Linked DNA regions of Sus scrofa: region 2 is linked to region 1. A link is a contact called in public promoter capture Hi-C data. All regions are on one chromosome and are shown on one strand. The core of a region is the stretch at or near the end of the contact, and the rest is flanking DNA. Distances in the headings are between cores, read along the strand shown.

Evidence for each region. Promoter capture Hi-C pulls out the DNA fragments that hold promoters and counts their contacts.
Region 2: a promoter capture Hi-C map of liver shows a contact between it and region 1, with 4 times the contacts expected there. The contact joins the promoter of TROVE2 here to the promoter of GLRX2 in region 1. A contact is called at or near these places in 2 of 5 promoter capture datasets (fetal liver and liver), 18 of 47 Hi-C or Micro-C datasets (adipocytes, alveolar macrophages, blood and 8 more) and 2 of 2 datasets of contacts at active chromatin or transcription factors (alveolar macrophages and skeletal muscle).

The regions. Positions count from the first base shown.
Region 1 is chr10:677,905-684,276 of Sscrofa11.1, reverse strand. It overlaps GLRX2 (glutaredoxin 2), which reads right to left and starts at 4,949. Exons shown (of 4, transcript NM_001243717.1): 1 at 4,814-4,949; 2 at 1,008-1,071. The coding sequence starts at 4,914.
Region 2 is chr10:721,364-727,712 of Sscrofa11.1, reverse strand. It overlaps TROVE2 (a long non-coding RNA gene), which reads left to right and starts at 2,335. Exons shown (of 9, transcript XR_002336171.1): 1 at 2,335-2,513. It overlaps UCHL5 (ubiquitin carboxyl-terminal hydrolase L5), which reads right to left and starts at 2,025. Exons shown (of 12, transcript NM_001123210.1): 1 at 1,950-2,025. The coding sequence starts at 2,025.

The DNA of each region.
Region 1 (6,372 bases), core at 3,700-6,199:
GAGACAGCTTCCCTACCAGAACCAAAGAGGCTCCCTGGCTGCGGGCAGTCTGACCGGCACGGGCACCGGCACCAACAGTAGACCTGGGCTGGGTGTGGTGCAAAGAGCCACCAACGTCACAGACCCAACTTAGGAGGAGCGAAAAGTCTATGAAGAATAAATCTCATAGGAGTTCCCACTGTGGCGCAATGGGAGAGGCGGCGTCTCTGCAGCTCTGGACGCAGGTTTGATTCCCAATCTGGCAGCTGCATCGTAGGTCACAACTGGAGCTGGCATCTGATTCCTGGCCCAGGAATTCCATATGCCATGGGGTGGCCAAAAAAGGAGAAAAAAAAAAGAAGAAATCTCATAAATTTTAACAGAATGAACGACAACTTCTCTGTCACATGCATTATTTTGATAGCAGATTTAAAAACATATATATATATATTTTTTTTTTCTTTTGCTTTTTAGAGCCACACCTGTGGCATATGGAGGTTCCCAGGCTAGGGGTCGAATCGGAGCTGTAGCCACCAGCCTACGCCACAGCCACAGCAACGCGGGATCCAAGCCGAGTCTGCAACCTACACCACAGCTCACGGCAACGCCGGATCCTTAACCCACTAAGCAAGGCCAGGGATTGAAGCCAAGTCCTCATGGATCCTAGGTGGGTTCTTTAACCACTAAGCCACGATAGGAACTCCTTACAATGTACGAGTAATCCATTTGCTGGACTATGTCAGGTTAGGATAGGAATGAGCATATTAAGCATGTAAGACAATTCAGCAATGAGGTCCTTCTGTACAGCACAGGGAACTCTATCCAGTCACTCATGATGGAGCACGATGGATGGTAACATGAGAAAAAGAATGTGTATATATGTATAACTGGGTCACTTTGCTGTAGAGTAGAAATGGACAGAACACTGGACATCAACTATAATAAAAATTTTACAAATGAAAAATAAACACATAGGATGATTCTTTTTCCGCAGAGGAAAGGTTTTCTCACGCGTCCCCCTCACTCACTTGGATCTGATTCACGGGAGCAGCTGCTGTGTTCCCCAAAGAAGATGACGTGTGGTTCCCCATCCTAAAATGAATTTTAACAAAGGCAGTGCGGTTTATTAAACATTGGAGATAATATATCAGATGAGATCAAACTGAAGAAAACCTTTGATATGCAAATGTATATCAAAACTTTTAGAAGAGAAAAAGGCTACTATCAGTACAAAATATTAGTTTACCAAGTATTCATTTACCACCATCCAAAGGGCCTGCGGGCTCCTCGATCTAGGCTCCCAATAACCTTAATTATTTGATAAACCACATTCACTGTGTTTAAAGCCTGGTACGCTCTCACTTCTATTTGAAAGCCAATTTCAAATGGACTGTCGTGATGACTGGCCCTAAGACCTGACCATGAATTTAAACATACAGTTTCCAGAGTTCCCACCGTGGCACAGTTAAGGATCCAGCATTGCTTCGCCTGTGCCGCAGGTTGCAGCTGTGGCTTGGATTCGATTCTTGTAGGGAACATCCATATGCTGTGGGTGTTGCTGGAAAAAAAAAAAAGAAGAAGGAGAAGAAGAAAAAATATATATATAGTTCCATTTTTCTTCTTAAGACATGCCAAAACTCTATGAACACTCTGTGAAACAGAGAACCTACAAATATTCAAAGGTTTTTAAGGAAACTAAGATTATCTCAGCCACAAGGGTCCATAGCTCTCATTTCCCCATCTGTAAAATGGGAACCATAGTCGCCCCGTCCTCAGGGGGGTTGGGAAGATTAAATGAATTGATACACAGCACGAAGATCAGTGCCTTAACCACAGTAAATGTCTGACAGTATTCCTTTTATTTTCTGACTATAGGAACACTTATTATCTCAGTATTTATTATCCGGATCCTTGAAAAGGGATGCAGTCACTGCAACAGGAATATATGAATTAAAATGGACCAGTTTAATATCAGCAACTCCCCAGAGCTTTTCCTCGGCTACTACAGTTCTTGATCAGTCAAGCCCTGCTGATTGTGAAACAACAGCAAACACCAGGATGCTAAATAATTGCAGAGCGAATTCACAAATCGTGCAAAAGGACATGAGGTAATAGGGGCTTCAGAAAAGAATTATTCAAATATCTAAGGACTAAGAGAGTAAGATAAAGAACTGAGGCTGCAGGGAGTTCCCTGGTGGTCTAGCGGTTAGGATTTGCACTTTCACTGCTGAGGCTGGAGGTTCAATCCTTGGTCTGGGAACTGAGATTGCATATCGAACCACTGCATGTCACAACCAAAAAAGAACTGAGGCTTCAAATATTTAAAATGATGTTCTTCATGATTATGCCGCAAAGCTCAAATTTGTTTTGTTTTGTTTTTTTGTCTTTCTAGGGCCCTACCTGCGGCATATGGAGGTTCCCAGGCTAGGGGCTGAATCAGAGCTACAGCTGCTGGCCTATGCACAGCCACAGCAACACCAGCTGCAACGCCACAGTGACAGCGGGCTGGATTCTTAACCCACTGAGTGAGGCCAGGGATTGAACCTGAGTCCTCAAGGATACGAGAGATTCGTTTCCTCTGATCCACGACAGGAACTCCCAAAGCTCAAGTTTTAACAGGAAAGTTTCTCCCTCCAAGTCAGCACTTCATTCATTGTGAATGCTCTTAGAATTGATATGGCGTTAAATATAAAAATAAGCTACTCTTTATGTTTAGTTTCATTTTTCTCAAAGGTATCAATTGACACTTTTTTAGTGGCATTGTAAGAATCCACTTTAGGAGTTCCCGTCATGGCGCAGTGGTTAACGAATCCGACTAGGAACCATGAGGTTGCGGGTTCGGTCCCTGCCCTTGCTCAGTGGGTTAACGATCCGGTGTTGCCATGAGCTGTGGTGTAGGTTGCAGATGCGGCTCGGATCCCGCGTTGCTGTGGCTCTGGCGTAGGCCGGTGGCTACAGCTCCGATTCGACCCCTAGCCTGGGAACCTCCATATGCCGCGGGAGCGGCCCAAGAAATAGCAAAAAGACAAAAAAAAAAAAAAAAAAAAAAAGAATCCACTTTAAGTAGCTTTTTACATGTTACCCTTGGACACAGAGCCATGCCTGCACTCTCAGCAATGAGGAAGCCGTGACGACCAAAACCCTCAGCAGTAACAGAGTTAGAGACAGAAACTACTCCGTTAGAACATCCTATCACCCCAATATTTCCAGCCTATTAGTCCATGCTTCCCCACAGATCAGCAAGAAAACCTTCAGAGCAAAAAGGGCCTGTGTGCTTATCTCGGAAAAGCTGGAAAAATGCAGTGCGCTGCGGAGACCTCAGCCAACTCAGGAGGAGAGTGGAAGGTGCAGCTTTAAGAAAAACAGACGCAGGCTGGACGCTACCGTCCAACATTCTAGAGGGACTTGAAAGATTGTGTCCATGGCTGTACAACTATAAATGCAATAAAATTCATTGAGAGAAAAAAGGAAAGAAGGAAAAATGCAGGCGGGCTTCCTAGAACTAAACCAGAGCAGACAGAGGAGGTCAAGGGGTGCTGCCCTGGACCTAAGCAGGAGCTTTGGTGGAAAACAACCTATTTGTTTTACCAACTAAGAAAACACGTCCTTTTCATCTCAATTCCAGCATTTAATAATCATCCCGAAACCATCTACTATTTGCCTCTACTATGGAAGATTGAAGTTTCAGCAAAATTTTCATGAGAGAATGTTTTCTTGGGTTCTGAGAGGAGGTGGGAGGTGCATTCTGAAATACCACCCTCTTCGCAACTAAATAAAAGAGAAAGTTTCTGGAAGGCACTTTTCTCCAATTCTAGTGGAGCTTGGTAAAAGTTGCCACCTGTTAAGGAAAGGGACATCAACTGAGAAGTGTACAATAAACGTTTCGCTTCTACACTGATGGAGTACCCACTAGCCATGCCACTTTTATGGAGCACCTACTCTGTGCCAAGCAGGCAAAGGGCTAAATACCCCCAAAGACGTATCACTGGAAAACCGCAATGGAGCCTCAAGGACCTGTCAGTCAAACAGTTACACTGCGTGATGCGCACCCTCTGGAAAAGGTCTCTAGTGGTGCCGAAAATTAACCGAGTTCCGGCAGTCTTGCAAAACTAGTAGGAGGTACCAGATCAAGTAGGTAGGAAGAAACTTCCAGAAAGAGGGATGGCTACTCAGATACGTGAGCTGGCAGGACAGCCTCGACCCGCCGCGCGCGAGTGCGGCAGATAGAGCATCCGCCTAGGCAGGAGGTCTCACACCGCAGGCCTGCGAGCCGCAGGCATTCCTGGTGGGGAAGCGCAGGGGAAGCACGGCCCTTGCTCTAGCTGGAGCGACACCGGCAGGAATAAGTCACCGTCCTATCCTCAAAGACTGGGCCATTTAGTAGAAAGCGTCACTTTCACTTCCTGCCGCAGGGTTGCCAGATTTGGCAAATGAACGTGCATATCGGTCGGGTAAATTAGAATTTCAGACAAACAGCGAATATCTGTTTAGCCTAAGCACGTCCCTTGCAATCCTGGGGATATTCGTAGACCGCACCATCATTAGCTGTTTATTTGAAATTCCCATTAATCAGGGCATCTTGTATTTTATCTGGCAATCAAAGGGGAGAGGAGGTCCAAGCGCACAGGATTCAGAATTTTCAACCTGACAGTCACCTGATCCTTAAGTCCACTTGAGCGCTTAGGGCACCCTTCCCTCCCCACCCGTCCTGGGCCTTCCGCACTCGAAGGGGCCTCGCTGGACTCAGGGCCCACACTCGGCGCCGCAAAGAGGCGCCCCCGCCCACCGCTAGGTCCAGACCCCCGCGAGGCCTCCCGCTCGCAGCTCCCCTTACCCAGAGGCCGAAGCTCCCGGTGCCCCGCCAAACCGCCCCGTCGAGCCGCTCACCCTCCGGACCAGCCGTGTCCCCGCCAAAGCAGCGCGGCGCCAGTACATGGTCGCAGCGCTGGTCCGCGGCAAGCAGACGCGCCGACGACTGCCCCTCGGGAGAGCCCGCCTCCGCCCGTTGGCCCCGCCCCCGCCGCCGGCCCCGCCTCCGTCCGCAGACCAGCCACGCCCCCGCCCGCCGGCCACGCCTCCCCGGGCTGCCCGCGCTGCCCGTCTCAACCGCACCGACCGGTCCTACCCCTCCCCGCCTCCCACGCGGCCGGAGGGCGGGATCCCGGCGAGGCCCACCCACTGGGGAAGGGCAGTCGGAGGCCCGCAGGTGCCTCGGCTGCCTGTCTGCAGGGTTCATCCAAGCCCTGCACCTGTTCCTTTAGGGTTAGGGACGCTCTTAAAGGATCGCGGGCACGTGTCGTCAGTGCTGGGGATGGTGGTCAACCTTCTGACGAAACGGAGGAGAAAGATAATCTGTCTGACGCCGAATCGAAGTGCCTGGGATATTTACATAGCACGGTAGCATAATTACAACTTCCTGTCGGGCAGGTCTTTGTGTTGGAGAAATAACAACCTAAATATGTCATTACAAAAGATCTCACAGAAGTTGTGGGATGATTGGATTTTAGAAAAAAAAGTGATCCGTTGTAGAACGTTCATTCCAAAGAAAACAAAGATAGTGTATTCAAAATGAAATTAGGCAAATAAAACTAAATATAGCCCAGAGGGGTCTGATGGCTTGAGTGCTGCTAATGACATCATCGTGTCCTTAGTCGTGGTAATAATAGCCCTTTGTGCGTTGCTTTATAAAAAGAGGTGGGTCAGCCTTTATTTTTATTTACTGAGGACCAGGACATTGAAATCTATTTGTTAAGGTCAAAGGTCAGATGGTGTCTAAAATTCTAAACAATTATTGGAACAATCCAGGCCTTTTTTGAGTCTTCATGCTCAATTAGCTAAACTGAAGATTCATGTTACCAAGTTACAAAATGAGCATTTCTGTTTCTGATAGTTTTTTTCCCTGCTTTCAAGTGGGCCACGTTTTTCATTACTTCATAAAAGGATAAAAGGGTAGTTGCAAAAACGAAGACCCCAAAAAGTGTAAAGTCATTTCTCGTAAATCCAAAATTAACTTTAAAAATAAGATGTAAAAAAATAAAAATAAGATATGTTATCAACAGTGTTGTGGGGTTTGTGGAGTTTTGAAATTGAAAGATAGCTGTTTAGGAATTTACTGTGTCATTTTTGTTTTGAGGTAGAATTTTACCTTATTGTTTCAAATTGTGTATTGAGAGGTAAAATAATCATGCCACGATTTAATTTTAATATAGTATTGATGGCCCATGTTAAGCACATAAATCACTGGACAGGTTTTTTGTTTTTTGGGTTTTTTTTTTTTTTTTTTTTTTTGTCTTTTTAGGGCCACACCTGGGGCACGTGGAAGTTCCCAGGCTAGGGGTCGAATCAGAGCTACAGCAATGCTGAATCCCTGACCCACTGAGGGAGGCCAGGGAT
Region 2 (6,349 bases), core at 1,086-3,585, 46 kb before region 1:
CAATCCATGAATAACTACAGCTTCACTTTTCATATATGCAGGTAGAAAAGGTACAGAGCCATAAGTCTCTTATGGCATGTCTTTATTTCAAAATTATCTTCAATTTCAAGTTTTCTGCACATGTGAAACTGAAACAGTAGCTGTTGATAGAATGGACTGATTTTATTTTTTTTTAATTTTAAAATCAATAAACTTGCCTGGTACAACATTTCTTAGGGTTAACGTTGATATGTCCTAAAAGTTAAACTTTGAAGGTAAAGTTTAGAGCTACATCTGCAGACATCTCAAACTCAGTGAATGTCCAAAGCTGAACCCATTTTCTTGTCCATCAAGTCTACTCTTCCCTTGTGCCTGTACTTCCCAATCTCCCAAGCTAGACACCATAGAAGATTTTCACCTCTTTTGGGGTACACCCAGTCAGTTAACAGTCCTGTGGATTTAAATACGGCAAAAATGATTGAACCTACCTCTTCCTCTCTAAAGTCTTGACGACTTTATGTCAAGCCCATCATCTGAAAAGGACCATTGTGAGAAGCTTCTAGCTTCTTTCATTTCATTCCAATCCACTCTGCACACCACACACAGTAAATTTTTTACTTTTAAAGCTGTTATTTCAGCATTGAGATAGCTTTGACAGTTAAGTCCCCAGGGACTACAGGGCAATGCACACTGCCCAACATGGCCTCAGTTTACCCTTTCGGCTTCCGATTCAAACACTCCTCTACTCGGTTACACCATGTTTTAGTCCCTTCCTTAGCTGTTCTCGAAGCCATATACGTTAGCCTCACTACCGTTTGTGCCTTTTCATCTGCCTATGTTCTCACCACCTATGTGCACATACTCTAAAGCAGCAATTAATACACCCTATTACAAGTTGCTTCTTAGTTCTTTAGAACAGCAGTCCTGCTTTATTCACCTGAAAAATTCCCAAACCCGGAGTTCCCCGATGGCCTAGCAGTTAGGGATCCTGAGGATCCGGTGCCGTCACTGCTGCGGCACAGGTTTGATCCCTGATCCGGGCATTTCCGCAATTCGCAGGCATGGCCAAGATAAGCAAATAATTAATTACAGTTTTTAAAATCAAAAATCAAAAATTCCCAAACCCTACTGGCGGGTCTGAGATACAGACCTGATAAATGATATCCAAATAGACAGCTACGTACCACAGACAGTATCTACATCAACAGAGAATGTCTACCCCAGCACAAGTTTCAACACATCAGCTAAAATCAGTAATACTTGAGGAAATGTAACAGCTACACACAAGTCTTACTGCCAAAGAGGAAGGTGGGCACAAGAGGGACAGGGCAGGCTGAAGAGGCCAGTATGCTGATCACCTGGGATGAGAGACAAGGACTAGAGCCAGAAGGAAATTAGGAGGCAAGCATGTGGCCTCCAGTCTCGAGCACCGGCTGGAGAAGGCACCCTGCGCCGGAAGCCGCGAATGAGCAGAACCAGCGCGGGGGCCCCGGCGTCCCCCGCAGCCAGTCCGAGCGGACGTCCTAGGGGCCCGTCCCCTCCCGCGCTGCGCCGCCGCCAGCAGCCAGAAAGGTCGGGCTCCTGGGCGCCCTGGACCCCACCCTCGACAAGGCACACCTGACTCTGCCTGCGCGGCAAGGGGCCGGAGTCGGGCACCGGGCACACCTGCCCGGGACGGGGGCTGCGTGGGTCGAGGGAGCTGGGACTTGAGCGCCGAGTCGCGGAGACACGGCGGGGCCGAGGACCGCCACGACCCTGACCGCGTGGGGTGGCTCCCCAGCCCGCCCCGGGGACGCGCCTGCCCCCGGCCGAGGAGGGCCGGAGTCCTGCCTCTCCCTTCCCCGGCCCCACGGTCCGGGGAGTCGCCTCCTCCGCAGACACGGGGCGGCGGGGCCGCACGGAAGCACCCCGTGCCCGGCTCAGGCCTCCGCCCGTGAGTCCCGACCCAGGACGGCCCCCGCGGCTCTCACCGAATCCTTTAATGAGCTCGGTGAAGACTCCGGGGTCGCTTTCCATGAGGCACCACTCCCCGGCATTGCCCGTCATGGCCCCGGCCAAACGCCGCCCCGCGCCCCCTCCGGCTGCGGCCGACCCCGGCTCCAGCTGCCGCCGGCCCCTGAGCTCGGCAAACCCGCCGCTGGCTCGTCAAGCCCACGTCACCCCGCCTACTTCCCGACAGCCTCCGGGCGCCGTCACCTGCCGCGCGACAGAGGCGGGAGGACGCTCTAGCCGCCCAGAAGACGCCGAAACTCTTCCTGGGCCGCGGAGGACCCGGCGCCGACGCGAGAGGGGCGGGGCCGCGGAGGAAGAGCGGGCTTCCGGGCGCCAGAGGAGGGAACATCCGGGCTCCTCGCCAGTCGGGGGCGGGGCCCGGCGAGGGGCGGGGCTCGCTCGGGGAGCCGAACCCGGAGGCCCTGGCGGCGGAGCCGGAGCGGTCACCGCCCGTCAGGCCGCCGCGCGTCGTCGTCCCGCGGCTAGGCGCAGCGTTTCTCCCGGCGGCGCGGCAGCTTCCGAGAGTGGGCCGCCGGGCACAGGTGAGGAAACTGCGGGCAGCCGGCCGGGGCCCTTTGTGCGGTCTGCGCGGCCCCGGGGACGCGTCCGGTGCTCCGCGCGCCGCAGCCCGCGTCCCCGCGGCCGGGGCCGGCGCCCGCCCGGCCTCGCGCCCTCTGGCCCGGGGCGCGGAACCTGCCTCCCCGAGGGGCATCCTCGCTCTCTCCGGCCCTTCCGGACGCCGGGCCGCCCCCGCCGGCCCTCGACTTGCAGAGCTTCCCGCAGGCCGGCGTCGGGAGGGCCGCTTACTCCTCCTCTTCCTCCCCGCCCCCCGCCGCCGCCGCCGCGCCGAGAGGCGTCGCCGGGACCTGGGCTTCGGGAAGACGGATCTTTGTGCGGGAGGAGGACGAGTTTGCCCGGGAGGGAGTGCCGAGGGAGGGAGAAGCCGCTGCCGGTGGGCCGGGGGAAGATAAACAAGTGCAAGGGGAGGCGGTGCCTCCGAGGAGCTGAGGTTGGAAAATTGTGTGTTCATCCGAACACGTCTGTAGTAGTCGTGAGGCCGAAGGAGGTGTTAAATCAAAAATGCCCGTCTTCCCCAATCCCGAAATCGCCCTCCTTCACCCGCCTCTGGCGGAAAGCTCGTGCTAAGTAAGACTCACGTCTGCAACAGGAGTATCGTCTGTGCATCGCTCCTTAAGGCTCTGAGTTCCAAGAAGGGCCCTTGGCTTCCAGAAAAAAAATTCTTGCCTTGTTGAAACTCCGACTCTTTGCTTCTCAGACAGGTAGTCCGTTCCTTGGAATAAGGAAACTTTGTGCTTCAGGACTGCGTGAAGCCACAAAATAGGATGTAGTTTACTGAGGGAAACAGTAGCTTTACATTAAACCAAGAATGGGTATACTGTAGAGGGAAAGCCAGCGTGTGTACCAAGTGTTAAATTTAAAGGCAAAAAAAAAAAAGGAAATTTTCATGAAGTTTATTCCCGGGAGACTTCGACCTCAAACTGGGGTGGAGAGCAAAGGGTGGGGGGACGTCTGTTCTGTTAAGTGTAATTAGATGGGAAAGTTTGTGAGGCACAGGAGTCTAGCCTTATTTCCTTATCATCCATACCTAGAATGAGTGTCATCAGAGCCCAGAGCTGTTTGCAGTACTTTGTGGTCTTTTTTTAATCTGTAATTTTGGTGTGAACTTGGAAGTGTTTTTTGGCGCTAAATAAATACATCAGAAGTAACATCTGCTACCGGCTTATTATGGTGCATGTTGTAGAAATACCAAACTGAAAATTCAGCCCTTGACACAACTTATAAGTAATCAGGAAGTGGGGGGGGGATTTCTTTAATTATGTTGTTAACATTTAATTCTAAGAGCTCACATAAAAATCCTGATTTCTGGGTGTTTGAGAAAAAACGAGACGATCTGGCAGTAACGGGCCATGCTGTCCTGTGTGCAACAGTTCCTCACAGCTTTTTATTGCAGTCTCACTTGACTTGATCCACTCATGTCTGTTACCAGTCTAAGTGGTAGTGATCTGAATTTGTGGCCCCAGTTTTTGTGGTATTGTTTCTTTTACAGCTGTCTTGCCCTCTCTCATAGATGTAAGTCAGCTTTGACTTCATTTACAAGGAATAAACTGGGAGTTCCTATTGTAGCTCAGCGGTAATGGACCTGACTAGTATCCATGGAAATGCAGGTTTGATCCCTGGCCTTGCTCAGTGGGTTACGGATCCATTGTCGCCACAAGCTGTGGTTGCAGGTTGCAGACTCAGCTCAGATCCAGTGTTGCTGTGGCTGTGGCATAGGCTGGCAGCTGCAGCTCCGATTCGACCTCCAGCCTGGGAACTTCCATGTGCAGTGGGTGCGGCCCTAAAAAGACAAAAAAAAAAAAAAGAATAAACTGAAAACTTGTTTGACCTCTTTGGATGAAGTGATCAAAAAGCTTTGGAAAGACATTTAGATAAGTGTACATTCAAGAAAAACATAGGACTCCTTAGAAGTAGTGTATCATTAGTGCTGGTATACTGTAGATGTTCTAGTTTCAATGAATAAAAAGCAGAAAGAAGTGCTGTTACATACTGTGTATTACTAGTACTCACTGATTTCGCATCCAAAATTAGGAAGAAGAAGCGGGCAATGTATAAAATAAGCATAAAAAGAGAAGTGGATAATTTCAGAGTGATCTGTTTAATTTCTTCCCCAAAGGTTTACTTTATAGACATTTAATACAGCTTCAGCGGTATTAGATTTCTTTGAAGGACTGTGCTTTCAGAGCACTGACTAGGTCAGGCAACCGAAAGAATTAACTCTCTTTTGTTGTTGTTAATCTGGATTTACAACACTTGATTATTCAGGAGTGCATTAACTAGTGACCAGTCTCTGACCTCACTCACTGCCCAACAGCCTATTAAACCAGTGACAGTAGAGCTTAAGCTTGAAGAAGGGAGATGGCGGCAGGTGGGGAAGGAAGAAATTAAGGTTCCACGTGTATGTGTCTGTGTGTATCTCTGATCCCCAGCAGGATTGCCCTTATTTCGGAAAACAGCTTCTGGTTGGGTTGCAGTCTGCTCACACTTCTGCCTGGCCAACGACAAATTTAGGGTCCTACAACCCTCTCAGGGTCAGTAATTCAATAAAACACCTCAATTCACTAAAAGCACTCTGTGTACGGTTACAGTTTTATTATAAGGGATGGCAGCCAATGGGGGCAGACAGGGGATTCCTTCTGTTTGTGGGGTCCTGCTTGGCCCATCACCCTCCCTTCACACACCCGCATTCACTAGCTTGGAATCTCCACTGAATTTGATGTCCAGAGTCTGCAGATGGGGCCTCATGACTAGGCATGGTTGATTAAATCATTGACCACATGGTTGAGCAAAGTCTCCGGCCTTCCTCCCCGGAGACATTGATCTGGCCCGAGTTCCAACCCTCGAATCAAATGATTGGTCTTTCTGGTGACCCCATCCAGGAGCTATCCAAAGGCCCAGAAGGACTCACCTCATTAGCATAACAGACATTCCCCCCAGGAAGGAAATTTCAGGATTTTCTTTTTATCTCTTTTTTTATTGAAAGATTCTTTACCTTCTATGGTGCTTTACAGTTTTCAAAAGTTGCACACCCACACTTCCATATAATCCCCTAAAACCCCCGTTTATTAATATCTTACCCCTCTATTGCCCCTGCTCTTTCCCTGTCCCTACTGGTAACCAGTAGTTTGTTCTCTGTATACATGTGTCTGCTGCTTTTTTGTGAGGGTCACAGTTTGTATTTTTTTTAGATTCCACATGGAAGTGGTATCAAAAAGTGTGTCTTTATCTAACTTACTTCACTTAGCATAATGCTCTCCAAGTCCATCCATGTTGCTGCACATGACACAATCTCACTTTTTTATGGATGAGTAGTATTCCAGTGTGTGTGTGTGTGTGTGTGTGTGTGTGTGTGTGTACATACACATCTTCTTATTCACACTTAGATCCCTTCCATACCTGGCTACTGTAAATAACTGCTATGAATACTGCAGCGCATGTATCTTTTTGAATTAGTGTTTTGGGGTTTTTGATAAAAATTCAGGAGTGGTCTTTGAAGCCCTGTGAAGATCATGAACAAAAACCAGATTTTTTTTCTGTACAATTTTTTAAGTTATTAACTCCATTTACAGTCATTACAAACTATTGGCTGTGTTCCCTGTGTTGTGTAATAACACATCCTTGTAGCCTGTCTTACACTTAACAGTCTATGCTTCCAAAAGAGGCCAGATATTCTTTTTTTTTTTTTTTTTTGTCTTTTGTCTTTTTTGTTGTTGTTGTTGTTGCTATTTCTTGGGCCGCTCCCGCGGCATATGGAGGTTCCCAGGCTAGGGGTCCAATCGGAGCTGTAGCCACCGGCCTA